5 separate regions of the Mus musculus genome follow, and all the other regions are linked to region 3. The links are chromatin contacts, called in public HiChIP or PLAC-seq and promoter capture Hi-C maps. All regions are on one chromosome and are shown on one strand. Each heading gives the region's core, a stretch centred on a gene start, on an enhancer-like site or on the middle of the called end of the contact. The rest is flanking DNA. Distances are from core to core; before and after follow the strand shown.

Evidence for each region. Promoter capture Hi-C pulls out the DNA fragments that hold promoters and counts their contacts. HiChIP or PLAC-seq counts read pairs in DNA pulled down with a chosen protein or histone mark.
Region 1: a contact with region 3 is called in an H3K4me3 HiChIP or PLAC-seq map of pro-B cells, with 6 times the contacts expected there. The contact joins the enhancer-like site here to the promoter of Zfp148 in region 3. A contact is called at or near these places in 9 of 39 promoter capture datasets (the 3T3-L1 cell line, the HPC-7 cell line, embryonic stem cells and 5 more), 1 of 484 Hi-C or Micro-C datasets (nephron progenitors), 17 of 115 datasets of contacts at active chromatin or transcription factors (T-cell acute lymphoblastic leukemia, cardiomyocytes, craniofacial prominence and 10 more) and 1 of 9 other capture datasets (adipose tissue).
Region 2: a promoter capture Hi-C map of erythroid cells shows a contact between it and region 3, with 6 times the contacts expected there. The contact joins the promoter of Lrch3 here to the promoter of Zfp148 in region 3. A contact is called at or near these places in 1 of 39 promoter capture datasets (erythroid cells) and 2 of 9 other capture datasets (liver and pancreatic islet).
Region 4: a contact with region 3 is called in an H3K27ac HiChIP or PLAC-seq map of the NIH/3T3 cell line, with 8 times the contacts expected there. The contact joins the enhancer-like site here to the promoter of Zfp148 in region 3. A contact is called at or near these places in 1 of 39 promoter capture datasets (the 3T3-L1 cell line), 2 of 484 Hi-C or Micro-C datasets (CD4 T cells and liver), 7 of 115 datasets of contacts at active chromatin or transcription factors (the NIH/3T3 cell line, embryonic basal ganglia, embryonic forebrain and 4 more) and 1 of 9 other capture datasets (adipose tissue).
Region 5: a contact with region 3 is called in an H3K4me3 HiChIP or PLAC-seq map of neural tube, with 5 times the contacts expected there. The contact joins the promoter of Itgb5 here to the promoter of Zfp148 in region 3. A contact is called at or near these places in 6 of 39 promoter capture datasets (3T3-L1-derived adipocytes, the HPC-7 cell line, HPC-7-derived erythroid cells and 3 more), 1 of 484 Hi-C or Micro-C datasets (embryonic stem cells), 5 of 115 datasets of contacts at active chromatin or transcription factors (astrocytes, embryonic forebrain, embryonic stem cells and 2 more) and 2 of 9 other capture datasets (adipose tissue and liver).

Annotation. Positions count from the first base shown.
Region 1 is chr16:33,712,128-33,717,764 of GRCm38.p6, forward strand. The region is part of intron 2 of Heg1 (heart development protein with EGF-like domains 1); the gene reads left to right. Among named protein-coding and RNA genes, the nearest start is that of Heg1, 30 kb to the left of the region's middle. Within about 2 kb of position 2,319, at least 131 of the 459 cell types and tissues checked have an H3K27ac peak or open chromatin away from gene starts, as enhancers often do. A contact at or near this core is called in T-cell acute lymphoblastic leukemia, cardiomyocytes, craniofacial prominence and 3 more, where this site is marked.
Region 2 is chr16:32,911,445-32,916,866 of GRCm38.p6, forward strand. Lrch3 (leucine-rich repeats and calponin homology (CH) domain containing 3) reads left to right here and starts at 2,656. Exons shown (of 21, transcript NM_001081255.1): 1 at 2,656-2,959. The coding sequence starts at 2,698.
Region 3 is chr16:33,377,557-33,383,602 of GRCm38.p6, forward strand. It overlaps Zfp148 (zinc finger protein 148), which reads left to right and starts at 3,219. Exons shown (of 9, transcript NM_011749.4): 1 at 3,219-3,471. It overlaps 1700007L15Rik (RIKEN cDNA 1700007L15 gene), which reads right to left and starts at 3,180. Exons shown (of 2, transcript NR_045709.1): 1 at 2,960-3,180; 2 at 2,298-2,823.
Region 4 is chr16:33,663,341-33,668,590 of GRCm38.p6, forward strand. It overlaps Slc12a8 (solute carrier family 12 (potassium/chloride transporters), member 8), which reads left to right. Exons shown (of 13, transcript NM_134251.3): 13 at 1-798. Among named protein-coding and RNA genes, the nearest start is that of Heg1, 18 kb to the right of the region's middle. Within about 2 kb of position 3,996, at least 35 of the 459 cell types and tissues checked have an H3K27ac peak or open chromatin away from gene starts, as enhancers often do. A contact at or near this core is called in the NIH/3T3 cell line and pancreatic cancer cells, where this site is marked.
Region 5 is chr16:33,827,820-33,833,206 of GRCm38.p6, forward strand. Itgb5 (integrin beta 5) reads left to right here and starts at 1,846. Exons shown (of 15, transcript NM_001145884.1): 1 at 1,846-2,211. The coding sequence starts at 2,142.

The DNA.
Region 1 (5,637 bases), core at 1,069-3,568, 330 kb after region 3:
TAGGAGATTGGTTTTAAGATTATTCGTAAGCAGCCTGGAGAGATGCTCACAGGTTGAGTCCTTCCTGCTCTTCGAGAGGACTGGAGTTTCGTTCCCAGCACCCATATCGGGTGACACTGAAGTCACAGTGTCTGTAACTTGAGGTCTAAAGGGCCAGTGTTTTCTTCTAGACATTCACAGGTACATTCACACAAACACACACATCTGCATGAATAAAAATAAATAAACTTTTCAAAAAACGATTATTCCTGAGTGTTGGTTGAATTAGACAAAAGCTATGATACTGTGCAGCCTTGGGCTCTGTGGCTTGATGATTTATAACCAGCTTTGTGTTTCCCAGAAATCTCTACTGTGATTCTGGTCAGGGTCAATTAATGTTAATCATACACATTACACCTAGTACTGTGGTGTATTTGAAACGAATCCATGTTTCTAACTTTACTGGACTGGACTCTCTTCTTCAGTATGTTTTAAACAAAAAGGCAACAGATCTTCACATTCTTCCTTTAAAAAAAAAAAAAAAGACAGGATCTTACTGTATAGTCCTGACTGTCCAGGAACTCACTGTGTAGACTAGACTGGCCTTGAACTCAACTGCTTATCTCTCAAGTGCTGAGATTAGAGATGTGAGCCACTCAGCCTGCCTCTGACCCTCATTCATTGGGTAGTTGTCCTTCTAAGGCAGTGGTTCTCAACCTTCCTACTGCTGCAACCCTTTAATACAGTTCTTCATGTTGTGGTGATTCCCAACCATAAAATTATTTCATTGTACTTCATAACTGTAATCTTTCTACTGCTATGAATTGTAATGTAAATGTCTGGTTTTCTGATGGTCTTAGGTGTCCCCTGTAAAAGGATTGTTTGACCACCAAAGGGGTTGAGACCCACAGGTTGAGAACTGCTGTTCTAGAACCTTCCATGTTTAATGTTTGCAGTTTTGCTGACTTTCATTGTCCTTGAGTCTTACTAAGAATTTGTCTTCCTTGGTGACCTGGGTATTCTGCTGTAGGTGATGTCAGACTGCCCTCTAAAATGTTCACTACAGAGGACTTTAGTCAGAGAGCATACCCCAGAGAGCGCCTGAGGCCAATGAGGAAACAAACCTCTGTGGAAACAAGCCTCTGCCCTGTGTTTAAAGTTAGCCTGGCACCTTCTAGCCTACCCAGAAAGCTCGATAAACCTCTCCTACTGAATGGACTTCATGAGATTCTACTAACCCTTTCTGAGTCCGTGACTGACACGGGAGCTTTGGGGATGTAGGCCTAAGGAGGACCAGCAGGACCCGCCACAGCAGACTTGGAGTCAACCTGCCGTACCAGCCTGCTCAGTGAATGAGGACAAGCAATGGGGTCCTTGTTCAGGGGAAGAGTTCGTGATTTTTCTAGCAGTGTGACCTAGAGAAAAGCCCAACGCTTAAACCAGTCAGGTCTATAATGTCCCTCAGGAGATGTGCCTACGGACGATAAACCAAGGGCATGGTGGGAGGTTCTTTTGATCTGAAAGGTGGCAGCATTTGATGATCCATACATACTCAGTCTGTGTCGTCTGGGCCTCCTTTACTGCCACCTAGGAGCACGGTGTGTGGAGCTGAGTGTGTTTTTGCCAACTTGACACAAACTGGGAAGAGGATCCCTCAATTGAGAAAATATCTCCATCTGATTGTCCTGTGGGGCAAATCTGTGTGTTTGTGTGTGGGTGTGTTTGTGTGTGTGGTTTTTGTTCTGATTTGTTTTGTTTGTGTGGGTCCTGGTTCTGTAAGAAAGCAGGCTGAGGGGCTAGAGAGTTATCTCAGTGGTTAAAAAACACTGACTGCTCTTCCAGAGGTTCTGGGTTCAATTCCCAGCAGCCACATGGTGGCTCACAACCATCTGTAAGGGGATCCGATGCCCTCTTCCTTTGTGTCTGAAGACGGCTACAATGTACTTATATACGTAAAATAAATAAATTCATCTTTAAAAGAAAAAAGGAAAAGAAATCAGGTTGAGCAAGCCAGTAAGTAGCGCCCCCTCCATGGGTCTACTTCAATGATAAGCTTTTACCTAGAACTTTACAATAAAATAAGATAAACGTTCTTTATTTCCCGAGTTGCTCTTGGTCAGTATTTTATTACGGCAACAGAACACAGAGCAGAACAGACTGATCAGTACAGCACCTTCCACATCCTGGGTAGCCAGGAGTTAATCTGTTTCTGAACAGAATCTATCTTACAGCACCTAAGCACGCCCAGGACGATGAGCCAGGGGGCGTTGCTCTCCACCCTCTCCTGCCTCGCTGCCTCTCTAGACTTTCCGTGGTCTCTTTGACTGTTGGTCCTGGTGTGGGGGCGGGGCTATAAACAAAGCAACAAGTGGCCCCGCCCCGGTGAGGAGGGCGGGGAGGAAGCTCTGTTCTGAAGGCACAAATGTGTATGTTGAATTGTGTGAGAGTGACTACAATTCCGCACTAAATTTAGTGTGAGCTTCCTGGAAATGGGGGCACAAAGGGAAGCTGGGTGGAGCGTGGGATTGTTGTCGGACAGTCAGCATACCGTTTAGCCCATAGGCAGTGGGCGGGCAGTTCTTCCAAGAGGAATATTTATTTATGTAAGGGATTGCTGAAGATCATAATAGAAACTACTTTCAATTGCTGGTTTTGTGAGAGTCGTGCTAATGTCCTTTGAAGGTGACATTTTGTAGACTCGCTAAGAGCTGGGGCGGAATAATGGGTCTTGACTTATGGGAGTCTTTCCTGTGGGCAGTTGAGCTGTTGCAGTCCAGGTAAATGGCTTTGTGGTGATGTCACTTTTGTGAAGGGAGAGGACAGAAACGACGTGAAGGACTTTGGATGTAGTCTGCCTTGTTGTAATACCCGCTGCCTCTGCTTTACTTCTGAGAGGTTCTGGATAGCCGTCAAGGTTGAGCAGTGTGACAGAAAGTGACGCGTGCTCACACCAGGTGAGCAGTCGTTCCCTCTGTGGCCTGTTACAAACACTAGGAACTTAGCTCAGGCCTTGTCCCAGTGGGAGATGGCATTCCAATTTTTTTAAATTTTATTTTAAAATGTTTATTAGCGGAGGGGAGTGCATTTGCCACAGTGTATGGGAGCCAAAGAAAAACTGAAGAACTCAGTTCTTCTCCTGCCACCCATGGCACACAGGACCGAACTCCTGTCAAGGTTGGTAGCAAGGGCCTTTACTGCTGAGTCATCTTGCCAGATTCATTCATCCTTCCTTCCTTCCTTCTTTTTAATTTTCTATTTATTTTTGCTTTTGCTGAGGCTCAAAGTCTGAAGGTTTCTCATTTTCCTAACGCCAGCCTGTGGGTTCTTAGTTAGTGCCGCAGGTGCCCGTGTAGGATCCTAGGCAGTGCCTGTGGACAAGCTAAGCAAGCATCCTTCAACCCCTTTCTCAAGACAGGGTTTCTCTGTGTAGACCAGGCTGACCTTGAACTCACAGAGATCCTCCTGCTTCTGCCTCCCAAGTGCTAGGACTAAAGGCGTGTGCCACCACTGCCTGGCTCAAGCATTGCCTTTTTTTCTAGAGGCACTGCTTTGCAGAAGTGTTCACACACATTGTGTTGCTTTACCGTGAGGATTAAATGAGAATTGTCAATCGGGCAAATAGCACAAGGCCTGGGGCTTTGCCACTGCTTACTTGAGGACCGCTGTTTTGTTTTGTTGGGGGCAGGGTCTTACGCTGTAGTTGAGGTGGGCCTGGAACTTGCTGTGTAGACCAAACTGACTTCCAGCTCCTGATCTTCCTGCCTCAACCTCCCAAGGTTACAACATGTGCCTCGTGCCCAACCAGGGTGGCTTGTTACAGTGATGACGTGGGTGACCGTGGGCTGCACAGTCCTGAGGCCAGGGGAATGGAGTTGCTTTCCTCTGTGACTCTGTATCTCTGTGGCCATTTCTTTGCTAATACTACCAAAATGGCAGGTTGGGGTTTTTCCAAGCTGAATCCAATATAGTCATCACAATGTTTTTGTTTTTGTTTTTTTACTGTTTTAGTCATTATTTATTTATTTATTAGATATTTTCAAATCTATCCCGAAAGTTCTCTATACCCTCCCTCCGCCCTGCTCCCCTACCCACCCACTCCCTCTTCTTGGCCCTGGCATTCCCCTGTACTGGGGCATATAAAGTTTGCAATACCAAGGGGCCTCTCTTCCGACTAGGCCATCTTCTGCTACATATGCAGCTAGAGATATGAGCTCTGGGGGTACTGGTTAGTTCATATTGTATCACAATGGGTTTTATCTTTAAGGTTTTATTTGTAATTGTGTGTATGCGCGTGTGTGTGTGCGCACACGTGTGTGCACGATGTGCACCCCCCACCCCCGTTTGTGTGCAGGTTTTACACATGAATGAAGGTGCCCTCAGAGGCCAGAAGAGAATGTTGGGATATCTGGAGCCAGAGCCACAGGCAGTTGTGAGCCGCCCAGTGTGAGTGCTGCAAACCAAACGCAGGTCCTCTGAAGGAGCAACACACACTCCTAATTGTCAAGTCCTGGCTACCCACCACCTCTGTGCCTTGATGGGAATACTGAACAGATGACATAGTGCAGTTGATTAGAAATAAAAATGCCTTTAAAGTAAATTAGAGGCCACTTATGGAACATATCCATATCTCTATCACTCCTTTCTTAGACAAAAGTGGCTTTTTTGCTGGGAGGTGGTGGTGCACGCCTTTAATCCCAGCACTTGGGAGGCAGAGGCAGGCGGATTTCTGAGTTCAAGGCCAGCCTGGTCTACAAAGTGAGTTCCAGGACAGCCAGCAGGGCTATACAGAGAAACCCTGTCTCAAAAAACCAAAAAAAAAAAAAAAAAAAAAAAAAAAGTGGCTTTTTTTTTTAGCACATGACAATTTTTCTTTTCTATTGTTTATAGATTTCATACATACATATAATGTATTTTGACCAAATTCAATTCCCCCATTCTCCACTTCTCAAAGTGCTGCTCTTTATGTTTTTTTTTTTAACTTTTATTTTATGTTCACTGGTGTTTTGCCTGCATGGATGTTTGGATGAGGGTATCAGATATTGGAGTTACAGGTGTTGTGAGCCGGCATGTTGACGCTAGAAATTGAACCCACGTCCTCTGGGAGAGCAGTCAGTGCTCTTAACCACTGAGCCATTTCTCCAGCCCTGTGGTTTTTATTTGTTGTTTGTGTTCCAGCAGGGCTGGATGCCTTTGCACGCACTGTCTCTGTGGATAGCCTGCACCTGTGTCTGTTCTCATTCAGCTCCAGTAATCAGAGCAGCAGGCTGTGCTCCCACTGTCAGGGAGTTCATGGCTTTGCACAAGAGCAAAAGGGACCGTTTCTTCCTATACTCTATCTAATTTTCTTTCATTTCTTTTTAATTAATTAATTATTTATTTATTTTATCTGTATAAGTGCATCATTGCTGTTTTCAGACACACCAGAATTGGGCATCAGACCCCATTGCAGAAGATGGTTGTGAGCCATGCAGTTGCTGGGAATTAAACTCAGGACCTCTGGAAGAGCAGTCAGTGCTCTTAACCACTCAACCATCTCTCCAGCCCCCATCTAATTTTTTTTAAAGATTTATTTATTTATTTAATGTAAGTACACTGTAGCTGTCTTCAGACACACCAGAAGAGGGCATCAGATCTCATTACAGATGGTTGTGAGCCAGC
Region 2 (5,422 bases), core at 1,406-3,905, 470 kb before region 3:
CCCCCTTTTAAAAAACTATTTAGTGTACATGAGTGCTCTGTTTTCATGCACACCAGAAGAGGGAATCAGATTCTATTACAGATGGCTGTGAGCTGCCATGTGGTTGCTGGAAATTGAACTCAGGACCTCTGGAAGAGCAGTTAGTGCTCTTAACCGCTGAACCATCTCTCCAGCCCACCACAAACCTCTTAATCAACTTATTTTGGCCTTCAGATATCTACAGACTTCATCCCGTGTTCTGAAAACCTCCAGTTTCCCCCTTACTTTTCTCTCTGTTGTTAATATATAACCTATCTACTTATCTTGATTCCCACACTTGCTTTTTGTTCATATGCTCAGGCCTCCCATATCTCCCTGGGATATGAGAGGTGTGTATAGCATCGAGTTTAATTCACTAATGGCTTCAAATCAAGTCAAACAGACTAGTTGCAGTTTACACATCTGGACAGTTCAGGACTAGGAATACCATGCTGAGATTGTAGTGGAGTGTTCATGTCAATAGGAAAAGAGGCCATATGGCTAAGAACTTGTGGGAATTGATGCAAATATAAAGTAATAGGACATTAGTGCTTTTGAAAAGGTACATCTGGCAATTCAGGTAAAATTATATAGTGTGCTTGTGGGTGTAATGTCTTGAGTGGGCACGGAGGGTAGGGAGTAGTCAGTTCTCCCCATTTACCACGGGCTCAGTGGATTGAACTTAGGTTGTTGAGTTTGTATGGTAAGATTTTTCCCCCATGACCATCTTGCCAGCCCAACTTAATCTTTTTTTTTTTTTTTTTTTTTTTTTTTTAAAGACAGGTATCCCTTTGTATCTAGGCTGGCCTGTATCATCCTGCCTCAACCTCTCAAGTACTAGGATTACAACATGCTCCTGGCTAGCTTAGTATCTTTCAAAGAATTAGAAATGTTCAGAAAGATCAGAAAATACATATATTGGGTATACATTACTTGACAAAGACTACCCATTACCATGAAGGGGCTCATTAGTAGACATTAATAATTTATTGTGGGACTTGTTGCAAAAGAAACTAGAATGTCAAATTGCTGAGAGCCAGACATGGCATCAACTATTACTTGTTTTGTGTTCTCAGGGGTTGGAAGGTCAAAGTCAGCTTGGGCAACATTGGGACTCTTATCTCAAACAAAACAAGACAAAAGGGCTGATAGAGCAGGTCTTGGAGCAACTGTTACTAATCAACTTTATTACTGAAACATTTTTACAATTTCTTGAACTCAGGAAAGTGCTTTTTGGGGGCTTCCCTGAAGTTGGGCTTTGAGTGATGAGCAGCTTCTCACACCTCATATTTTCTTTTGTGCTCTGTGATAGATTTTTCTCATCTGTGTCTTAATGTGCTCACATGCATCAAAATCATACTTGGAATTTTGCTCTCTGTCATCCTATTTTGTAACTTCAGGTTTTATTCAAAAACCTCACTCGTTCTTTTTTTTGGGGGTGGGGTGGGGTTTTGTTTTCAAGACAGGGTTTCTCTGTGTAGCCCTGGCTGTCCTGGAACTCACTCTGTAGACCAGGCTGTCCTCGAACTCAGAAATCCACCTGCCTCTGCCTCCCATGTGCTGGAATTAAAGGCGTGTGCCACCACTGCCCGACCCACCTCACTCGTTCTTGCTCTAGAGGGACTGCTTTGCCGTGCACTCTACTCAGCCCAATTGCTGTTTTCTTATTGTAACTGGCCTCCTTGGGTTCCAAAATAAAATTAGCTAATTCTTTAGAAAAGAGACTTTATCTGACAGGCCCTCGAATTCTGTACAGCAAAGTAAATTTGGTGAGTGATATTTGCATCACATATTAGGAATGGCTTGAATTTAAAACAGATTTGGAAAAATAAGAGACTGCAGGACTGGGAGGGTGGGGTTTTATTTAAATGTGAGTGGTAGTTTTCATTACTTGAATGGTTTCCGGTTTTGGTCTTTCGGTTCTAAATTTAATCCCAACATTTATTACATAGCCAGATTTCAATGTTAGATGTAAATATTATTCGTTCTGCTCTAGCTAGTGATAAAATCTGCGCAAACAGCCACAGTATTTAAGACGTTTGGTTTCATTAAGAGCTCTTTCATAAAAAGAGTTCGAAGCCAGCCTGGTCTACAAAGTGAGTTCCAGGACAGCCAGAGCTATACAGAGAAACCCTGTCTCGAAAAACAAAAAACAAACAAACAAAACAACAACAACAAATCTAAAATACATAACAATTTCAACAAGAATTAGGGACTTTGTAGCCGAATCTGCTCACACGGTATGTTTGTTTTCCCGTTCAAGAACTAATAGTATATCCACAAATTCCAGTTCAGATCATCTGGCGGTATGGTGACAAGCTGAGAGACAATTTTGGGCTTATCTCAGGGAGTCCCCTCTAAGTGCCCAAGTTTCTGGCAGCAACAGGGCTAAGGAATCTTTGCCGTTTAATGTAATCCACCACTGAGAGTTGGAGCGCTGTTAAGGACGGGTTTTGGTTTTTGTAGTGGCCTTTTAGGGAGCCCAGGGTACCGGGCTGCTCCAGCTCTGCGAAGTCGGTTCGGTTTCCCTGGAAAACCTGCTTGTGGGCGGGGCAGGCGGCTTGTTGCGCCCAGCGCGTCCGGGAGAGCTGTCCCCGGTCCGCGAGCCCCTTTCCCCGCCCACCCAGCGGATCGCGTGGCGCATGCGCAGAGCCGGGCCGGAGAGTTGTCGGCTGGGAAATGGCGGCCGCGGGCTTGGTGGCTGTGGTAGCGGCTGCGGAGTACTCTGGCCCTGTGGCGTCCGGGGGAAACCTCTCCGGTGCGACCTGTGGGCCGAGCCCTGGGTTGGGCCCTGGTCCTGGCCCGGGCTCTTGGAGCCGCTCGGTCGACCGAGCCCTGGAAGAGGCGGCGGTCACCGGGGTGCTGAGCCTGAGCGGCCGGAAACTGAGGGAGTTTCCCCGGGGAGCGGCCAACCATGACCTGACGGACACCACCCGGGCCGGTGAGCGGGGCGCGGGCATCCCTGCTACCCGGGACCCGTGGAGTGGGGGGCAGGGGGTGTGTGGCGACCGGCCCGAGGCTCCCCGGGTAACGGGGACCGCTGGCGGTACCGCGCACCCTCCCGGCCTGGCCAGACCCGGAGCCTGGGGTGCGGCAGCGCGCAGCAGCATCTCCGCTGCCGGCGAGAGGCAGTTGACGGGTGATCTTTCTTGAATCGCTCTCAGAAATCTCGGCATCAGTGCCCGCCCCGTAGACTTTTTGCCTCGCCCCGGTGTCTGCAGACCACTTTGCATTTGGGATGCCGAATTGACTTTGCTAAGAGTTGGAGCGTGGCAAGCACGTTCTTCCATCGTAGTATGGGTGACGCTGGGTGCTGCATTGTCAAAGGATCCAGGTCCGCTCTGGCGTTTTCCCTAGTGTGTGCGAGTATGTGTGTGTAATGTGGACTCTAACACTGGGAACAGCTTATTTCTCCGCCTCCGTCTGATTTACCGAAAAGTACTTGTAAAAATAGGCCATCTTTAGGTGCTCAGGACTTTCGTCTTCCATTCTTACCGCCGCCTAAGAAAACATGAAAAGAAGTAGGATATTGTCTACCACATCTATATTTGCTTTTCCCTTTAAAAACATTTCTGCGCCTTATATTGTTTAAGACAGGAAAGAGAATGGGGATTAAGTATTATTTGGTTTCCTTAGTTGTGGGAAACAATGTATGGTAACTGAGGTATTCAACATACTATATAATGTGTTCCTCTTGTGTTTTAAATATAGCTTCCTCCGGGAGTAGATTAAGAATTGAGTCCTTTTGTTTTACATAAGGGGAGGGGTCCCCTCAGAAGTAGTTTAAATGTTTTGTGTTTATGTCATATACATTGTTTCATCCTCATTCTGCTTGATTTTAAAATGTGAGAGTTAATACTTTTTCTTAGGCTTGTGTAGTCATCAAAGATTGGTAATTATTACATATTTCACTAATGTTGAAAAAATAAATAGAGCTGGTAAGATTGCTCAGTGGGTAAAAAGGCACATGCTGCTGCCAGACCCGACAGACAACCCAAGTTTGATCCGAAGAACCTACATACTGGAAGGAGAGAACTGACTCTTGCAACTTGTCTTCTGCCTTACATTGCGCACACACGCGCACATGCGCACACATACACACACACACACACACACCACTGCACTAAATATTATTTTTTAAAAAATAAAACAAAGACATTAAATTATCCCTAGAAACTATTATTTCCAAAGAAACTTTTCCTCTGCTTACTAAAGCTTATTAGTGGTAGCCTTTATTTTCAATATGATCTGAATTTTTTTCACTTGGCACTGAAGTCAGACTTGCTAAGGTAAACATGAAGAGTTACTTGAATTTTTTATGTGTATTGGTGACATCATGTAAACTTGTCATTCCTACCCCTCCCTGCCTTCTTGATTCTGCTCACGGGAGGGCTGACTGTCTGGCAGGGCGGTTTTCATATTGAGGTGAGTCATTTCAGTATTGCTGCTCTAAGCCTGAAGGTAAAGAAAAGGGTGATTATAGGAGTCTATCTAACTTATTATCTCATCTGTTCTTGAATAATTCTAGGAGCAAAAGTTTGAGCCATCAAGAAAGAAAACGTTTTATTGACAAAACCAGACATTTATTAAGAATAATATTTAATTTAAAGAAAAGGTTTTCTTATTGTTTGTTTTATTTTATGTATATGAGTGCCTTGTAGCTGTCTTCAGACACACCAGAAGAGGGCATTACAGATCCCATTACAGATGGTTGTGAGCCACCATGTGGTTGCTGGAAATTGAACTCAGGACCCCTAGAAGAGCAGTCAGTGCTCTTAACTGCTGAGCCATCTCTCCAGCCCCAAGCTTTTTTTTTTTTTTTTTTTTTTAATGTATATTATTACTCATACTTTAATGTTCTAGTTACTATATTAAATCAAAGGTTTTGTTGTTGTTGTTCTTGTTTGACACTTTATCTGGTCAAAAGTGTACTAGAAAAGGAGAGATTAAAAAGATCACAAAGTATTCTTTAACCTGTTAAGCCAGATTCATTTTTAACTTCAACAGCTCTTAGTAATTAGAACAAAAATAGTTTTAAAAAGGCAATTTAATGCCAGTGACATCATTTATTGACTGTTCACTATTTGTTTTCCATCCTTAGATGTTTAAGATATATTGCCTTGTTAAATATACATAACATATGGATTAAATATGATTAAACCCACTTTCATAGGAAAAGTAACTCAAAGATACTCCTACTACTGGTAGACTTTTACCTAGCTCTCTCCACTCTGTCAAACAGCTTCTCTGTGTGTAATGAGGCATCATTTTCCTTCGTGATGCAGATAGTGAAAGGGAAGCTTAGAAATGTTTAATAATGTGCTCAAAGGCCTGTAACCAAAGGCAGAAGTTGTTCTTTAGGATTGGAGCCTATTTGACATAACTCCAAAACTCAGTCTTCTTT
Region 3 (6,046 bases), core at 1,969-4,468:
TTGTTCAACCAGGGTTTGTTTCCTACTCTATTTCTCAGTGATATGATAAACTATGATGCTTTAGCAATCCCTTGCTAGGGTTAGCGCCCCCAGGATCTAATCACCTCACAAAGGCCCCACCTCTGAACACCATTGCATCGAGTACTAAGTCAGCACATGAGCTGTAGGGGAACATTCAGATACAGACAGGTGGTATGAGGGGGTTCTTTTGTGATCAGAGTGGTTGCTTGGGGGGTGGTGGTGGTGTTGTTTCAAGACAGGGCTTCTCTATGTGGCTCTGGCTGTCCTTTCCTAGAGCTTGCTTTGTAGACCAGACTCTCCTCAAACTCATGTATGTCCACTTGCCTTTACTTCCTAAATGCTGGGATTAAAGATGTGCACTACCACAAACTGGTAAGGAGTGGTTCTGTCCTCACTGTGGGGACAGACCTGTGCTCCTACATAGGATGGAGGTAAACTCTAAACACACATGAGGATGCACATGCCGGGTGTGGTGGCACATGCCCTTAATCCCAGCACTCGGGAGGCAGAGGCAGGCTGATTTCTGAGTTCGAGGCCAGCCTGGTCTACAAAGTGAGTTCCAGGACAGCCAGGGCCACATAGAGAAACCCTGTCTTGAAAAACCAAAAACCAAACCAAACCAAACCAAACCCCTGGAGGATGCACATGGGTTCAAAGGTCACAGATACTGCCCGGTTTTGTGGGCACTACGTAACAGGCTCCTGCCAATCTGCTGCTGTTGATGGCTCTCCATAGTTTTATATCACACCATTGGGAGAAGCTGGGTGAAGAGATAAAGGAGTTGTTTTGCCCTGTATTTGTAACTTCGTATAAGTGTACAGTCATTTTAAAAATTTATCATTAGGGGTGCCCCTGTGGATGTTAAGAGGACAACTTTGGGGCTGGAGAGATGGCTCAGTGGTTAAGAGAACCTACTGCTCTTCCGAAGGTCCTGAGTTCAAATCCCAGCAACCACATGGTGGCTCACAACCATCTGTAATGAAATCTGATGCCCTCTTCTGGTGCATCTGAAGACAGCTACAGTGAACTTAGACATAATAATAAATAAATCTTTAAAAAAAAAAAAGAGAACAACTTTGTGGAATTGATTCTCTCCATCTACTTTTAGTGTGAGTTGAGCTCAGGTTGCTATCTTGTGAAGCAAGTGCGGTCACCTGCTGAACCCCCTTGCTGATCCTTCATTTGTTTTAAAGAGTTATTTTTATTCATGGTGTGTGCTTGTGCATATTATCTGCCATGTGTGTGCAGGTGCTCTGGAAACTTGGGCCCTCTGAAAGAGCAGCAAGTGCTTTGAAATGCTGAGCCATCTCAGACAGGGTTTCTCTGTGAAGCCCTGGCTGTCCTGGAACTTGCTCTGTAGACCAGGCTGGACTCTAACTCAAGTGATACCCCTGCCTCTGCCTCCTGAGTGCTGGGATTAACGTCACTACCTTATGGCTGTCTCTCATTGTTTTAAAGTGGGTGAGTGGAAGAAATTTAAGATGGAAAGGAAGCAAGCTGCGTGGCCAAGACTGGTATTGGAAGGTAAGCAGCAGCAGTCTGGATAAAAAAAATGGACCAGCAAGAATTTCAAGAGCCTTCAATCACTCTTACTTTGAAGGCATGGTCAGTAGTCTTCTCCACTCTGCCCATTTTAGATGGTTGTTTCTTCCTTGTCTTAATTCTCTTCAGAAACAAAGAGATGTATTCCTAGTGGCAACCCTATTCATCTTAGTCCACTGGGTGTGACCCTAGGCTTTTAGCTCTTTCTAGTTATTAGCTTTACCACAGCTTAAACCTAAAAGTTAGCTTCTTGGCTGCCAGAGGGTTTTTTTTTTCTTCTCTTCCCTTTTTAAAAATACATCTGAATTTGATGTCACTGCAGTTGCTAGAAGTTGCCAGAAGGCTGTCCTCCAGCTAACTGTCCCTTGCTCTAGCTTGTATCACGGTTTTGTTACAATTAGCATTCAGAATATGCACTGTCATCTTATTAAAATTTATATTTTTTTAGTGGAGAAGGTTCAAGTAGAGTTTATTGTGAGGCTGTGGGCTCATCCCTGCTTTTCTTAGTTAACTGTGTTTGAATTCAGCTGAACTTCTGAGCCTCAGCTACTTCAAAAGGCGTCGCGGTTTACTAAGGTTAACGCCTGAGGGAATATTAACCTTGCAGACAGTAATCTAATTCAGTGTCATCACAAGTGCATAATGCGGGAGTTTGGAGTTTGGCCAAAAAGCCTATTCAAATGAACATTCAAGGGGTGGGGAGGTGGGTGTGGACAAGGAGAGAATTCCAGAAATGGTTATGTAGATATTTTAATGTCCTTTCCCTCTCACCTCAAAGGTTATGTTTAAGTATTGCAGAGAGGTGCTAAAATAAAGCCTTGAGATTGTGAAACAGAAATCCTAACGAAGGTGCTCCATCTCTCAGGAAGTTCCCAATAACCCGATCGACATTCACTGGGCACATTAAGTTAGCTGACCTTGTACTACTGTGTGGGCACAAAGGTCATTAACTGTAAGCCCTCCCTTTGTATAGGCAACTAAAGGGCCTTGGTGTTAAATGAGGGCGCTCCTAAGAAACCAGGATTTAGTGAAGGTCGTCGAAGGGCTGCCAAAAGATGGCTCAACTAAGCAATCTTAGGTATGCAGAGATTATAACCAAGTCTTTGCTGACATGCAGACCGTGGTTTGGGCCAACGAAGTCCTGACTGGGATCTCTTGCTTTTTCTCGGTGCCCACATCCTGCATCGCGGTTTGCAGACTCCAACCAGGTTTTCTAGTTTCAAGGGTGCAGGGTAGCATCTTCCGGAAAAAGAGGAGAGGCTAGGTAAGAGAATAAAAGAAAGATCCAAGAAATCCTGGCTAAACCCTTCATCGACGTTCCCGCCCCTTCCACTTCCCAGGGCCTGGGCCGCTATTTAATCCCCATTTTTCACTTCTCGGGGTGCCAGGCACGCACCCAGCCTCAAGGGGAGGACGTCCCTCTCAGTGGCTTTCCCAGCTCCCATCAATTTCAAAGCGTTTTCCTCTCAGGCCCATCAGGGGGACCCCCAGAGCGGGGCCCAGCTTTCCCGGCCACGCCGCGCTGCTGACACGCAGGCGCCAGAATCAAAGCCACGCTTGGTCTCGCAGCCAGGTCTCCGCGCCAAGCGAGGGCCGGCGGCCCGGAGCGCTTCCTGTGTGCGATGCTTCCCATAATGCACCGCGCCGGCAGCGGCGGCGACCGCGGCGACGCTCTAGCCGCGCCATGTCTGCCTCTCGACTGCTCTGGGAGGAGGAAGAGAAGGAGGAAGAGGAGGAGGAGGAGGAGGGGGAGGAAGAGGAGAAAGGCGCAGGGGTGGGAGCTGTCGCCGGAGCTGCCACAGCAAAAGTTCTCTCCCCTCCCCCTCGCCCTCCTCGTCGGGCCCGTGGGAAGGTCGGAGCCGCCGCCGCCTGCAGTCAGTGACCGCGCGCCTCGGCGCCAGCCCCGCGGTAAACGCTCGGCCTGGCAGGCCTGGGCCCGGGAGGGCGGGGGAGGGGAGGGGGCGGCGCGCGGTCGGGGGGGGGGGAGCGCGGCGACGACGGTGTGACCCGCAGGAGCGGCGGGCCGGCCGGCCGGGGGGCGGCCCGGGAGGCGGCGGGCGCAGGCCGCGGGGAGCGCGGGGCTGGGGACGCGAGGATGGTGGGTCGGGGCTTGGAGAACGGAGAATGACGGGGGCGGCGGAGGCGAGAGAGCGGGCGGCCTCCGAGGCCTGCGGCCGGTGTCGGGTAGGAAGGTGGGATGCACGCGGGGAGGCCTCGGGGTGCCAGGCTGTGGGCGACGAGGCCGGCCAGACCCTGGGGTTCTCCGCCGTCTTGGTGCAGTGCTTTCTGCACCGCAGGCCTCGGTCGCCGCTGCTGCCTCGGTGTGCTCGTTGGCTGCAGGGAAGGGCAGGGGCTGGTGAAAAGGGGATTGCTTGCAGGAAGCCGAGTAGGAGTGCGAAAGGGGAGAAAGGGGCCGGAGGGGAAGATGCCGGATAGGTGGAGGAATGCCGGGGGTGGCTGTGGAGCAGTCTTGAGGATTCTGAGGGTGTTCATTGTGCAGATACGTTAGGTGTTTCATTATGGAAAGAACCGAAGCGTTTCCAAGGCAAGGGGAAGAAGGCTAGAGTAGTTTCTACGGATAGAAGGAAGAGCGTTTGAAGCCAGAGGAGTGCTAAATATTGGAAAAGAAGCAGAGAATGCATAATAGAATAGACAGATGTAGCATAATTATCAAATGCTGGCCCAAGGTCTAAAGAGTTATTCCAGATGGGCCAGAGTGGCCTAGTTCGGAACCTGTTTGGGCTCTTCAGTAGATGACATCCGGTAAGTGTGGGTCCCCGCTTGGTTGGGGGTCATTGAGAATTTAGTCACTTAGCCTGTAGATTGGTTTGAGACATTTTAGTGCCGCACTAGTGAACTGAAAAATCTTTGAAAGAGACCTTGAGAAACCGCCTGGCTTCTGGGCATTCTTGAGGCCACGGAGTTGAGAATTTTAGCAGATTTGGAGTATTGTCTGTTACCGGAGGGTGGATGAACACCGTCCTGGAAGACGGTGGAATAGGAATTAACGTGGCCTGGCGGTGTTCTTCTTCACTGCCTAGCTTATATGGTACCACCAGAAGAGCTGGTGCCGTATTTCAGCCTAGGTTGCAGGACATAGATTGTAATTGTCCGGGTCAAGAGTTGGTGCATTCTAGTCTGGTCTTTGAAGGCTCCATTTGTCTAGTTCTATACTTCGGGTTGGCGGGAGATCCTTTTCCATTCACAGTTCCGGGTGTACTCTTTCACGGAGGCATGATGTTATTAAAGAAAATAACATCTGCAAGCAAAATGTAGGCAGAGCATCTAGAATATCTGTTATCTTAGCTTATAAGGAGGTCAGGAGTGGTTGTAATGCCTAAGGAAATCTGAAGTGACAGGATGAGTCGAGGTCTCATGAGGAGGGACAGTCCCTATGTTAGGAAACCAAGTTCTGCACTCCCTGAATGCACAGTAGACCACATTTTTCAAGAAGGAACACTGGGTGAGAACAGAGTCTTGTCCTTTTTGTTTTGTTTTGCTTTTTTTTTTTGAGACAGGGTTTCTCTGTAGTTCTGGCTGTTCTGGAACTTGCTGTTGTATACCAGGCTGGCCCGGAACTCAGAAATCCACCTTCCTGTGCCTCCTTAAAGGCACAGCCCGGCTAGAACAATGTGTTAAATTCTATTTGGATAGTGGTCACCTTTTGTTATTAAGAGAAATTACATAATGTGTTGTGGTATCATTTCAACTGAAGGGAAGACGAGTATGTTAAATGTGACAGATCTTTTTCATGGCAGTTGAAGGAAAAGAGAATAATGGGGAGGATGGGGTAACATTCGGGAGAGGGGAAGGAAACTCAGGTATATTCATTCCTTTTTCTTTCATTATAATTTTTCTTATAGAAATAACTGGATTTTTTTATTTTTAAAAAAACTTGGAAATTTTCCGGTTAGTGCATTTAGATTTGCTCACTTTTAAAAAGATTTTTTTTTTTTTTTTTTTGGTTTTTCAAGACAGGGTTTCTCTGTATAGCCCTGGCTGTCCTGGAACTCACTTTGTAGACCAGGCTGGCCTCGAACTTAGAAATCCACCTGCCTCTGCCTCCCAAGTGCTGGGAGCAAAGGTGTGCGCCACCACGCCCAGCTAAGATCTTATTTTTATTTATGCATATGTATTTGTCTATGTGAACATATGCCATGGATGTGAGGGTAACCAAGGAGGTTAGAAGAGAATGTTGGATCCTCGGGAGCTGGGATGACAAGCATTTTTGAACTGACTGATGTGGGTGCTGGAAACTGAACTTGGGTCCTTTGGAAGAGCAGGACGCACTCTTATTAGCTGCTTCTTTGGCCATTTTAAAAAAGGGCTTACTTGACATGATGCACCCATTTTTACTGTCATGGTGTTCGTGGCTCAGTTTCCCTCTGCTGCACTGGTATTGTGTATTGTCATTTCTTTTACTACTGAGTGCCAAATACAGTATGTTGTGTTTCTTATGCAAATAATATGAATATATGTAATT
Region 4 (5,250 bases), core at 2,746-5,245, 290 kb after region 3:
AAATGTGGAGAATCAAAACGAGATTTCTTATTCTAAGGGGCCAAAATAAACACTTCTTTTTAATTTTATTGTTTTATTTTTTATTATTTTTAAAGAATTATATATATATACATATACTGTAGCTATTTTCAGACAGAAAATAGCATCACCAGAAGAGGGCATCGGATCCCATTACAGATGGTTGTGAGCCACCATGTGGTTGCTGGGAATTGAACTCAGGATCTCTGGAAGAACAGTCAGTGCTCCTAACTGCTGAGCCATCTCTCCAGCACCCTCCCCTGTTTTATTTATTTTGTAATGTATACTAACTACACTCACATGGTTCCCAAGCCACAGAGTATAGAAACCCCCTTCTCCCTGTTTCTCATCTGTTTGGTGTCCGTCCCCCATCACAGGGGCAACCACTTCTCATGCAAACATCAGCCACCTCTTTACAGACCCCTCCCATCTGCAAATGCAGCTCTGTTTACAATGCACTACATCCCGCTCTTCTCCCTTAATCTGCCATAGAAGCATTTCCATGAAGATGCTTACACAGTTTCCTCCTTATGTCTCTATGTCTGAATGTGCCTTAATTTATATACTCAGCCTCACGAGGACGGCATTTAGCTTCATTCTGATATTTTGCTATTACAGCCGCTTCTGCAAAGAGTCACTGTGTTTGTGTGCACAGTCGTGAAGGATACCTGAAGATAAATTCTCAGAAGGAGAATTACAGGGTGACTGGGGATGTACATTTGTAAGCTGTTACTGTTTGGAGAAATGCTTTTTAATTAAAAAGTCAATCAAATACCATGACCAGGCTTGATAGTCACCTGAAATCCCAGGACTTGAGAGATGGAGACAGGAGGACCAAAAGTTTGAAGCCAGTCTGGGCTACACAGTAAGACTCCACCTGTATCATGGGGAAGGGGGAGAAATTGCTATGAATTGCCTAACAGTGTTTCAAAAATATGCGCAGTCTGACTCCCTGACACCTTTGCAGCTGTTTTGCACCATGGATTGCCCGAGACGACAGGACTGTTGGTTCTTCTGTGATCTAGACTTGGCACTTATTGCAAGCATCCAGCAGTGGGGGCCAGGCCTCCTAATAAGCTCAGCCCCTAACCCAGGCTCCAGTTCCACTGCTGAGCGTGGAGGGATGGACTGCTGGCTCACCTTAGACTCTTCCATACGTTCTCCTGAGATGCTGTGCTCTCTCCTGCCGCACATGTTCAAAGTGACCCATCCAAGTTTTAGAAGAGTCATGGGATCTACATCTTTAACAATGCCATACACAAGTCAGTGCTGGGTATGCTGTGGACACATTTTATAAAACATCCATGTGTTGGATAGACAGTTTAGAGGAGGGGAGGGCTGGGAAGGGCATAAGGGGTCAGCTAGGTCTTGTAACCTTCTCTTCTGGAAAACAAGCTCTCACTCGTGATGGCAGGAAACAACCTAGCTCTGCTTAAGGAATAAGCGTCTGAGCACTTTTAGATACATACCTTTAAAGGATGCAGACTTTGGGTCTAAAGCAACACCACAAAAGGAGTCACCATTTCTGACCACTTGAGTTCTAGCCCCAGAAGCCACATGGTAGAAGGAGAGAATCAACTCCTACAAGTTGTCCTCTGACCTCCACAGTTGTGCTGTGACTTTTCAACACATAAACACACACACACACACACACACACACACACACACACACACACACAAACCTTTTAGAAGAAAATATCATAAAAACACAGTCTGAGGGGCTGGAGAAGTAGCTTAGTGGTTAAGAACACTCACTACTCTTGCGGAGGACCCAGGTTCAGTTTCCAACGCTCACATCAGACGGTTCACAACCCCCTGGAACTCTAGTTCCAGAGGATCCAATACCCTTTATCCTCCATGGACATTTGCATGCATATAGTGCACATAGCCTCATTCAGGCGCGCACACGTATACACACACACACACACACACACACACACACACGCACATAAAATTTTGTAAATATTTTTTAAAGGACACAGTTTGGAGAGATAGCTCAGTGGTCAGGAACACTTCTTTCTCTTCCAGAATACCCAGGTTCAATTCTCAGTACCTATGTGGTATCCTACAACTGACTGTAACTCCATTTCTACAGGATCAGAGATTCTCTACTGGCCTCTATAGGCACCAGAGAATGTAATATATAGCCATACATATAGGCAAAACATCAACACACATAAAATAAAATAAAATAAAATAAAATAAAATAAAATAAAATAAAGCAGAAGAAGACAGACTGAGCTGGTCATGGCTTACTAACAGGTTGAAGTAGGAAGATGGTGAAATAAAGCCAACTATTCATGAAGGGCTCAGGGTGACGATCCCTGAGGACCTCTTTTGGTTTGCTTTTGTTGACAGAGTTTCTTTTCTTTTCTTTCCTTAAGGATTTATTTATTTATTTATTTATGTAATGTATATGAGTACACTGTAGCTATACTGATGGTTGTGAGCCATCATGTGGTTGCTGGGAATTTTGATTCAGGACCTCTTCTCACTCCAGCCCTGCTCACTCCAGCCCTGCTCACTCCAGCCAGAGATTTATTTATTATTATATGTAAGTACACTGTAGCTGCCTTCAGACACACCAGAAGAGGGCATCAGATCTCATTATGGATAGTTGTGAGCCACCATGTGGTTGCTGGGATTTGAACTCAGGACCTTCGGAAGAGCAGTCAGTGCTCTTAACTGCTGAGCCATCTCTCCAGCCCTGTTGGCAGGGTTTCAGTGTGGTTCAGGCTAGCCTGGAACTCACTATATAGACCAAGCTAGCCTTAAACTAGCCCTCTGTCCTCAACCTCCAGATCAGAAGCCCCTTTTAAAGAGGAACCTGCATTCAAAAATTTTCCTATGGCTTCTGTAATTAATCACACAGATCAGATGTCTTTAAAACAGCAGAAATATATTTTTTTCATAGCTCTGGAGTACAGAAGTCTCGAATCCGTCTTACTGAGTCAAAAACGAAGGTCAAGCATCAAAGCTGAATCCAAGAATCCACAATCTTTGGGGGAGTTTGTTTTGTGCCTCCTCTAGCTTTGGTTGCTGCCAGCCACCTGGATTTGTGACCACATCTCTGCAGTTCAAAGCCAACACTGCAGGCTACAGCTGCCTTCTGGGAACATGTGAAGTCCATCTTCTACTCTGTTTTCTGAGGCATGCGATAATACAGAAGCCCAAGATAATCCAGAGCAGTGGTTCTCGCCTTTTTGCACAACGCAGAGAAGACTTTGACTGCATCTGCTTTTGCTGTTTTGAATGCTGCACACCAGGCTAAAAGAGCAACCTCTTTGAAGGAGGTAGTGAGCCGGGCTAGCCACAGAGCTTAAGTAGGATGATACCAAGGCCAAAAATAATGCACAGAAGATTCAAGAAGAGCATTGTCCAGTATGATTCATCTTACAGAGAAGAATAAGAGAGGACTGGCTCATGACAAAAATCAGAAACTGTACTCAGTGTCAGGGATTCCAAACAAAATGAGCAGCTCAGTGTTGGGGGGGGGGGGGCAGATGCTAAACAGGTTGATGTTCACAAGCTACCACTTCAGTAAGGGGAGGCAGGAAAGAGAGCGAGCAAGAGGACCAAGGCAAGGAGGAAGGATTTGAAGCTACACAGGAGCACGTGCCTCCTCGTGAAGAGACTGCAGAACACCTCTCTCAAGACCCTCTTCCAGAGGGGGGAGGAGTCAAGAGTTATCTCCTGGTTCCTGGTTCCCCAAACTAAAGGGGGAGCCTAGGAGGACATTAGCCACCTCCACCTCACTTGTAATGTGCATGCATGGGAGTGCCTAGTAGTTCTGCATGGAGTCAGCCTAACTGGAGTCCACCTGGAAGGGGTCATCACAGCTGAGATGCAACGAGTAGCCTGACTATGCACAGGTGGTACACATGGAACCTGAGGTGGCACATTAGCCAGTGTTATATAAAACCCGCATACTGCAGGTCACTACGATGAGTAAGCATGCTTGGCTCATTCAGACAAGGGTTAGGCATGTATTAGTCAGGATTCCCTGGAGGAACAGTACTGATGAAATACATAAGTCTTAACCACAGACTAGATGCCTTTAAAACAACAGAAATATATTTTTTTTCTTGGTTCTGGAGAACAGAAGTATAGAAATGATATTTCATTAGTACCTTACAGGCTGTGGTCCGGCTAGTCCAGCATTAACTATCTCCTGATAAAAGGGCCAAGAATCACATAGTTGTTTCATCCACGAGCCTGGACATCTAAGCTGCTTTTTTGTCTTCATTGGAGTCTCAAAGAAATAGGTTCTAATACCAGTGAAGGAATGCCTCAGCAACAGGATGGATGAACAGCAAGATAGATGAAAGTGAGGGCAAGCAGGCCTCACTGAACAGAGGTCATTTTCTCAGGTATCTCTGAAAATCGTGCTCATCTGCCCTCTAATTTACATAGCCAGATGCATCATACATAAATAATTTAAGTTGGTATTGAGTCTAAGGTTCAGGATTCAAGGAGTCTCTTCAGATTTCTGACTCAGTGTTTAAAGATGGGGCACAACCAGGCAGTGGTAGTGCACACCTTTAATTGAAGCGCTCAGAGTCAGAGGCAGAAGTATTCTTGAGTTCAAGGGAAGCCTGGTCTACACAGATAGTCCTGGGTCAGCCAGGGCTATCCAGAGGAACTCACAACCCCCCACCAAATAAAGATAGGATAAAGGGTGCCAGTTTACATATTCAATATTATTATTTATTTGCATATAAGTGTCTGCATGTATTCAAGGAGGACAGAGATATCAAAGTATCAACCATGAGCTGCATGATATAGGTGCTGGGACTTGAACTCAGGTCCTTACAAGAGTGGTATGGCTCTCGTATCCGCTGAGCCATCTCTCCAGCCTCAGTTTATATATTAGTTCTCTGAAAGGGCACAAAACTTCTGTCAACAACAGTGGTGGATAAATGCCACTGGTATCAGCAGTTTGAGTCAAGGCTCCAGTGTCTAACATTTTTTTCCCTCTCTAGTCTAAGAAGCTATAACCCCAAAGTTCCTTCAATAAGGAACTAGAACCAAGGCCCAGCCTGCCTTGTCAGCAGTATCATATGAAAAAGAGAGGCGGCAACTTCACATTTCTTACCTTTCAAATGGGGGTTCTGCCCACTCATGAACACGGCCCAACTTCTGACTAATCAGATAGGCTCCTGTCTTAAAACATTAAACCCATGAATGATCCAGGTTCAGGGGAAACCTAGCTTTAGATGAGGGTATAGCTCT
Region 5 (5,387 bases), core at 596-3,095, 450 kb after region 3:
GGCTGGGGACCCAGAGAACCACCAGATAAGACAGAAGGGGTCTGGTAAGAATTAGGGCAAGTTGGATCACAGCACTTTCCAGGTGCAATTTAGATAAATGGTGGTCCGTGCCAGATGTGGGACAAAGTAGGATATTTCAGCCGCTACAAAGTGCTCATTTTGAGTGCAGAGAAGATGGGATACTATGGGCCCTGAACTCAAAGAATGCATGGCATAGGAAAGCCACCATTGTACTTAAAGCAGTATTTCACCTTCTAGCTCATCCTACACTTTCCTGCCAGACCAAGCAACACTCCAGTTCAAACTCTTTGATCAGCTCCCATAATGTAGTAGCCACCTCTAAGCTGGGATAAGCATAGCCCCAAGGCTATTGCCCTAAGGGCCAGGTAATTCCAAGATCTACCTGGGCTGTTTCTGCAGCATGAATTCTTTTTTTTTTTTTTTTTTCTTTTGGTTTTTTGAGGCAGGGTTTCTCTGTATAGATAGCCCTGACTGTCCTAGAACTCACTTTGTAGACCAGGCTGGCCTCGAACTCAGAAATCTGCCTGCCTTTACCTCCCGAGTGCGCCACCACGCTTGGCATGCAGCATGAATTCTACTGGATAATGGTTAGCAGCAAACATGATTTTTTTTCGAGACAGGGTTTCTCTGTGTAGCCCTAGCTGTCCTGGAACTCACTCTGTAGACCAGGCCGGCCTCGAACTCAGAAATCTGCCTGCCTCTGCCTCCTGAGTGCTGGGATTAAAGGCGTGCACCACCACACCCGGCCAAATATGACTTTTAAGTCATAACAAAGCAATGTAGGACAGAGTACGAATTTGCATATGGTCCAAGGATGAACTTTGAAGTTTGCTCTGGATTGGTTCACTTTTCCCTATGCACACACTACAAACTGGCTCCTGTCAGTGCCACCCAGTTAAGAGTTTGAAAGGTGGACACAACAAAGTTTTTAAGATTCAAACGCCTTAGGTAGGTTTTTGCACCTACACCGCCAAGTCCTGACCTTCTAGCTGCTGCTGCTGCTGCTTCTGCTGCTTCTTCTTCTTCTTCTTCCTCTTCCTCTTCCTCCTCCTCCTTCTTTTTCTTCTTCTTTTATTTATTTATTTTTTCTTTTGGTTTTTTCGAGGCAGGGTTTCTCTGTGTAGCCCTGGCTGTCCTGGAACTCACTCTGTAGACCAGGCTGGCCTCAAACTCAGAAATCTGACTGCCCCTGCCTCCCAAGTGCCGTGTAAAGTCGTGTGCCACCATGCCCAGCTCCAGCTGGTTCTTAATAGGCAAAGGTTAGGCTGCCTTACTTAAATCTGGATTTCAGGGAAAAAGCTAGCAGTCGCTTCCTCCAGTATATTAACCCTTGGTGGCTCAGTTTGCTCACCTAAACAACGGGAGGGATGTTAGCACTTATCACAGTGCCTGCTCACCAGGGTGCCCTCCGCTTCACCTGAACTTCCACGTTCCACGTGTCCTCCCCTGCCCATCCCAAGCGTGGCGTCTGGATTGAATATTCTCGGGCGAGGCCTGGCCTGGCATGCGCTTGTGGCATGACGAAATGGCCTGACAGATCCAAGCCGTAACTGCCCCACGATCCTGAAGTCAAAACTGAGATTGCTTTGGCCCAAGTAATCTCTGCAGGCCTAATGGAGCGCGCCCCGCCCCCTCCCAACTCCAAGACCGGGGAGGGAGACCCTAACTAGAAGTTTCGAACACCCGATCCCCACAAGTGGGTCAGCTGTGACAGCCACCTGGGCAACCCAGGATCTAGGCGTGCTGGCGGGTCCCGGTGCAGGGCGGAGCTGGTCCGGCCCGAGCTCGCCCCGCCCCGTCCCGCCTAGCCGTAAACTGACCGAGTGGCGGCCCGCAGGAGAGGGGGGAGGAGAAAGCAGAGAAGAGTGGGGGCTGGCGGCCGAGGAAAAAGGGAAGGGTCTCCGAGAGTAGACGCGCGGGGGACTCGGCGAGGGTGCGTCCGGAGCAGCGACAACTCCGAGCGTCCCAGCGGGCCAGCGAGGAGGATGGTGGCGGCCGGGCGCGGACCAGCCCGGCCGCGGGCGCCGTGAGCCGGAGCGCAGCGCCCGGCATGCGGCTGCGGTCCCCGGCCTCGGCCCCGCTCCGCCCCCGCCGAGCGCCCCAGCCGAGCGGCGCGCATCATGCCGCGGGTGCCCGCGACCCTCTACGCCTGTCTGCTCGGGCTCTGCGCGCTCGTTCCGCGCCTCGCAGGTAAGCCGCGCCGCCCCGCCGCGCGCTCCTCAACTTTTGCTCGCCCGCGGCCGCTTGCGGGAGCCGAGGGTGCAGTGCACCCCAGGGCGCTCCCAGAAGGGTCGGCGAGGCGCGGGCATCAGATCTGCGTGCGCTGGCGGGTTCCCTCCCGGGCTGAGGAGGAGCCTTCCCTTCCTGTGTAAACAGTGTGCGTCTGGTGGCGGAGCCCGAGGGCGCTGGGGACTTGGGAGGGGAAGCCTCCGGGCCCGGTGCTGGGGCCCTAGCTCTTCGCTCGCCTGCACAAAGCGGCCCTTGTGGCCCGCGGGGAGTGATGTGGGGGCCAAAGTGTGGCGACCGAGTCATCCCGGAGGTCTGTGGATAATGCAACTTTCGAAGTTTGCTCTAAATTGAAAGTTGTCATTACTCTCTGTAAGTCCGAAGTCGCTGCCCCACCTGGTACACCGCCATCTGATACTGTTCGGTACTGTGATTCACAAACACTGTGTCCGGACTGCGGAGGGGCTGCTGGCGCTACCTTAGCCGGATGCACCCTGGCGCTGATGCGGGAGCCCCCAGCTACCTGCGTTCAGTTTTCAGACTTGGGAGTGGCAATTAAGTTTAGGGACCGGACAGTGGTGGCACACGCCTTTAACCCTAGCATGCTACACAATGAGACCCTGTCTTAAAAAAAAAAATCCCTATAGGAAGAATGATAGTTGACGCTCCTACCTCTTCCAAACCTACCCACTCAAAGAGGAGTTTCCGAACTTTCCTCTTCCTGTCGGAAGTAATTGTGTATTGATTAAGAGTGCGCTATTCACTTTCAAGCCCGAGGTACTTGTTTGCCTCTCTGAGCCCAGTGGTTGCCTGGCTGCTTGAGGGGAGAACTCTGTTACCCCTACCCGTCTCATTTACATGAAGGAGGTTGAGGTTTCCATCTGAGAGCAAGGAGGGAGTTGAGGAAACCAAAAAATGTCGCTGAGGCCCCAGTACAAACTTAATAGCGTAGCAAGGCTGCTTTTCTGGGAAAATAAGTAGATCAGTGGGTCCCACCCACCCCTCCCTCAAATCTGGCAACCAGTGTCCACATCTTTCGTGTTCCAAAGAGTCCCCAGGGAAACGCAAAGAGATGTAGCTTGAATCACCATCCTCTGGAATATATCCTTGTCGACTGACCTCACTTCTTTAGGACAGAGTTTTAGTTTGAAGTTATATTCTTTATAACCAAACTAAAACTTTATCTTGTGTGTGTGTGATGGTGTTTTTAACATTTTTGTCAGAATAAACACTCAGCAACCTTACCTTAGTTTCTTTCTTTCTTTCTTTCTTTCTTTCTTTCTTTCTTTCTTTCTTTTTTCTGTTAGCAGTCTTCGAAATTCAACTTTGGGATGGCTCTAGTTTCTTTCCGATTAGCCCTCTGATTCGAATGAAAACTCCAACATTTCCCATTGCAAAAATTTTAATCCTTATTAGTTGAGTTTCCCAAAAACCTGTTTTTATCTTACTTATGTCCCCTCCCCTGACTCTTCCCAGATCCATCTCCCTTCCCTATGACCCCAACTCTGTCCATATTAAAAAAAAAAAGCACAATGGTGCGGTCCTTGATTTGAGCCTTCTCTACTTAGGAAGGGCTACACTCTTAGAGAAAACTTCCCTCCCAGCTACTGTCAATGGTTCTATGGCTGGGTATAATAATAATAATAATAATAATAATAATAATAATAATAATAATAATATATCCCCATCTGGCCTGTAACTCACTATGTAGGCCAGTTGGCCTTGAATTTCCAGAGATCCCTTTACCTGTCCCTCCCACACTTTGGCATTAAAGGAGTGCCCCATCCCTCAGGTGTCCTTCATATTATTAGAATCATTAGGGTTTTTGTTTTTGTTTTTCAAGACAGGGTTTCTCTATATAGCCCTGGCTGTCCTGGACCTCACTTTGTAGACCAGGCTGGTCTCGAACTCAGAAATCTGCCTGCCTCTGCCTCCCGAGTGCTGGGATTAAAGGCGTGCGCCACCACGACCGGCCCTCATTAGTTTTTTTTTTTTTTTTTTATCTGCATGTGATTTCTCCTTTTTGAAAGTTCCGGTGCCTCCGAACAGACTGTTCATTCCCGAGGAGGGCCATTTAGTGTTTTCTCTTGTCTCAGGGTGGGAGTGGCCAGCCTAGGCCCAGGGCTGTTTCATCTTTTGTACCCTATTTTGGAGCCTGAGTGGTTTGCTTTCAGGGTCTTCAGAGTTAGTTCTGTCCACTGTGCTGTGGTCACAGGCTTGTCTTTTACCACCCCTTGCTGCTGCTGCCAGCCCCTAAAGTCAGTAAAATGGAATAAACCTGTTTCCAGCCTCCGGACTAGGCCGCCTCCTTCTCAGGGTGCTAGGTGCTTTGCAAGATCAGAAGGAGTGGCTCGTTTGGGTAATTTGACTTAGCTTCCCAGTGTGGCTGAGTTACCTTCATTTTCCTTCTCCTCTTGTCCCCTCCACCCCCTCCTCTTTCGGTCTTGAAAGATGACAAGACCCTTCTCCAGTTCATTTCTCACTTGCTAACGGGAACATAGTTTGAAAGGAAAATAAAAGTTACCTTAGGAAAGAAATCGTAGTGTGAAGTATGGTGCCCATATGGGGGTTCCTAGACTTGTCAATGAACCCAGCAAGGAACAGGCCCTAAGTTTGAGGGGCTTATTGTAAATAAGCCATTGTAGTGTTGCTCCACCCTTAGCCCCACCAGCCGTCATCTCTTTAATTATTCCAGGCTAGAACCTGACACACAAGCTCCTCTCCTCAAACCAGGGAAGGGCTGCGCTGGGGAGGCCTCCCCATACCCACTTCCGTTCTAAAACAGAGGGAGGAGTCTGGTCTCGCTCCAGCTGCATGGCTGGACTCATGTTTGCTGCTGTCGCTTATTATTTTATAAGCAATCAAATGTTCTTTTAGTGAGTGCCCCGCAAATTAGTATGCTCCGAATACCAAGAGCCCTTTGTTGATTTAGAGAATTCGAATTGGCAGCCCCGGGCCTCCTCACCCCGTCCCTGGCCCACCGTGGCTGTAGGCTGATGCGGGATGGGGGTGGGGCTGGGGCTGGGGCTGCTGGAATTTGGCTGGGTTTGCAGCTCCCTTTAGGTAACCAGGTCCAGACGCCGAAATGCAAAGGGTGGCCTTGGTTCATAGGCTACTGTTTACCTTCTGGGATTTACATT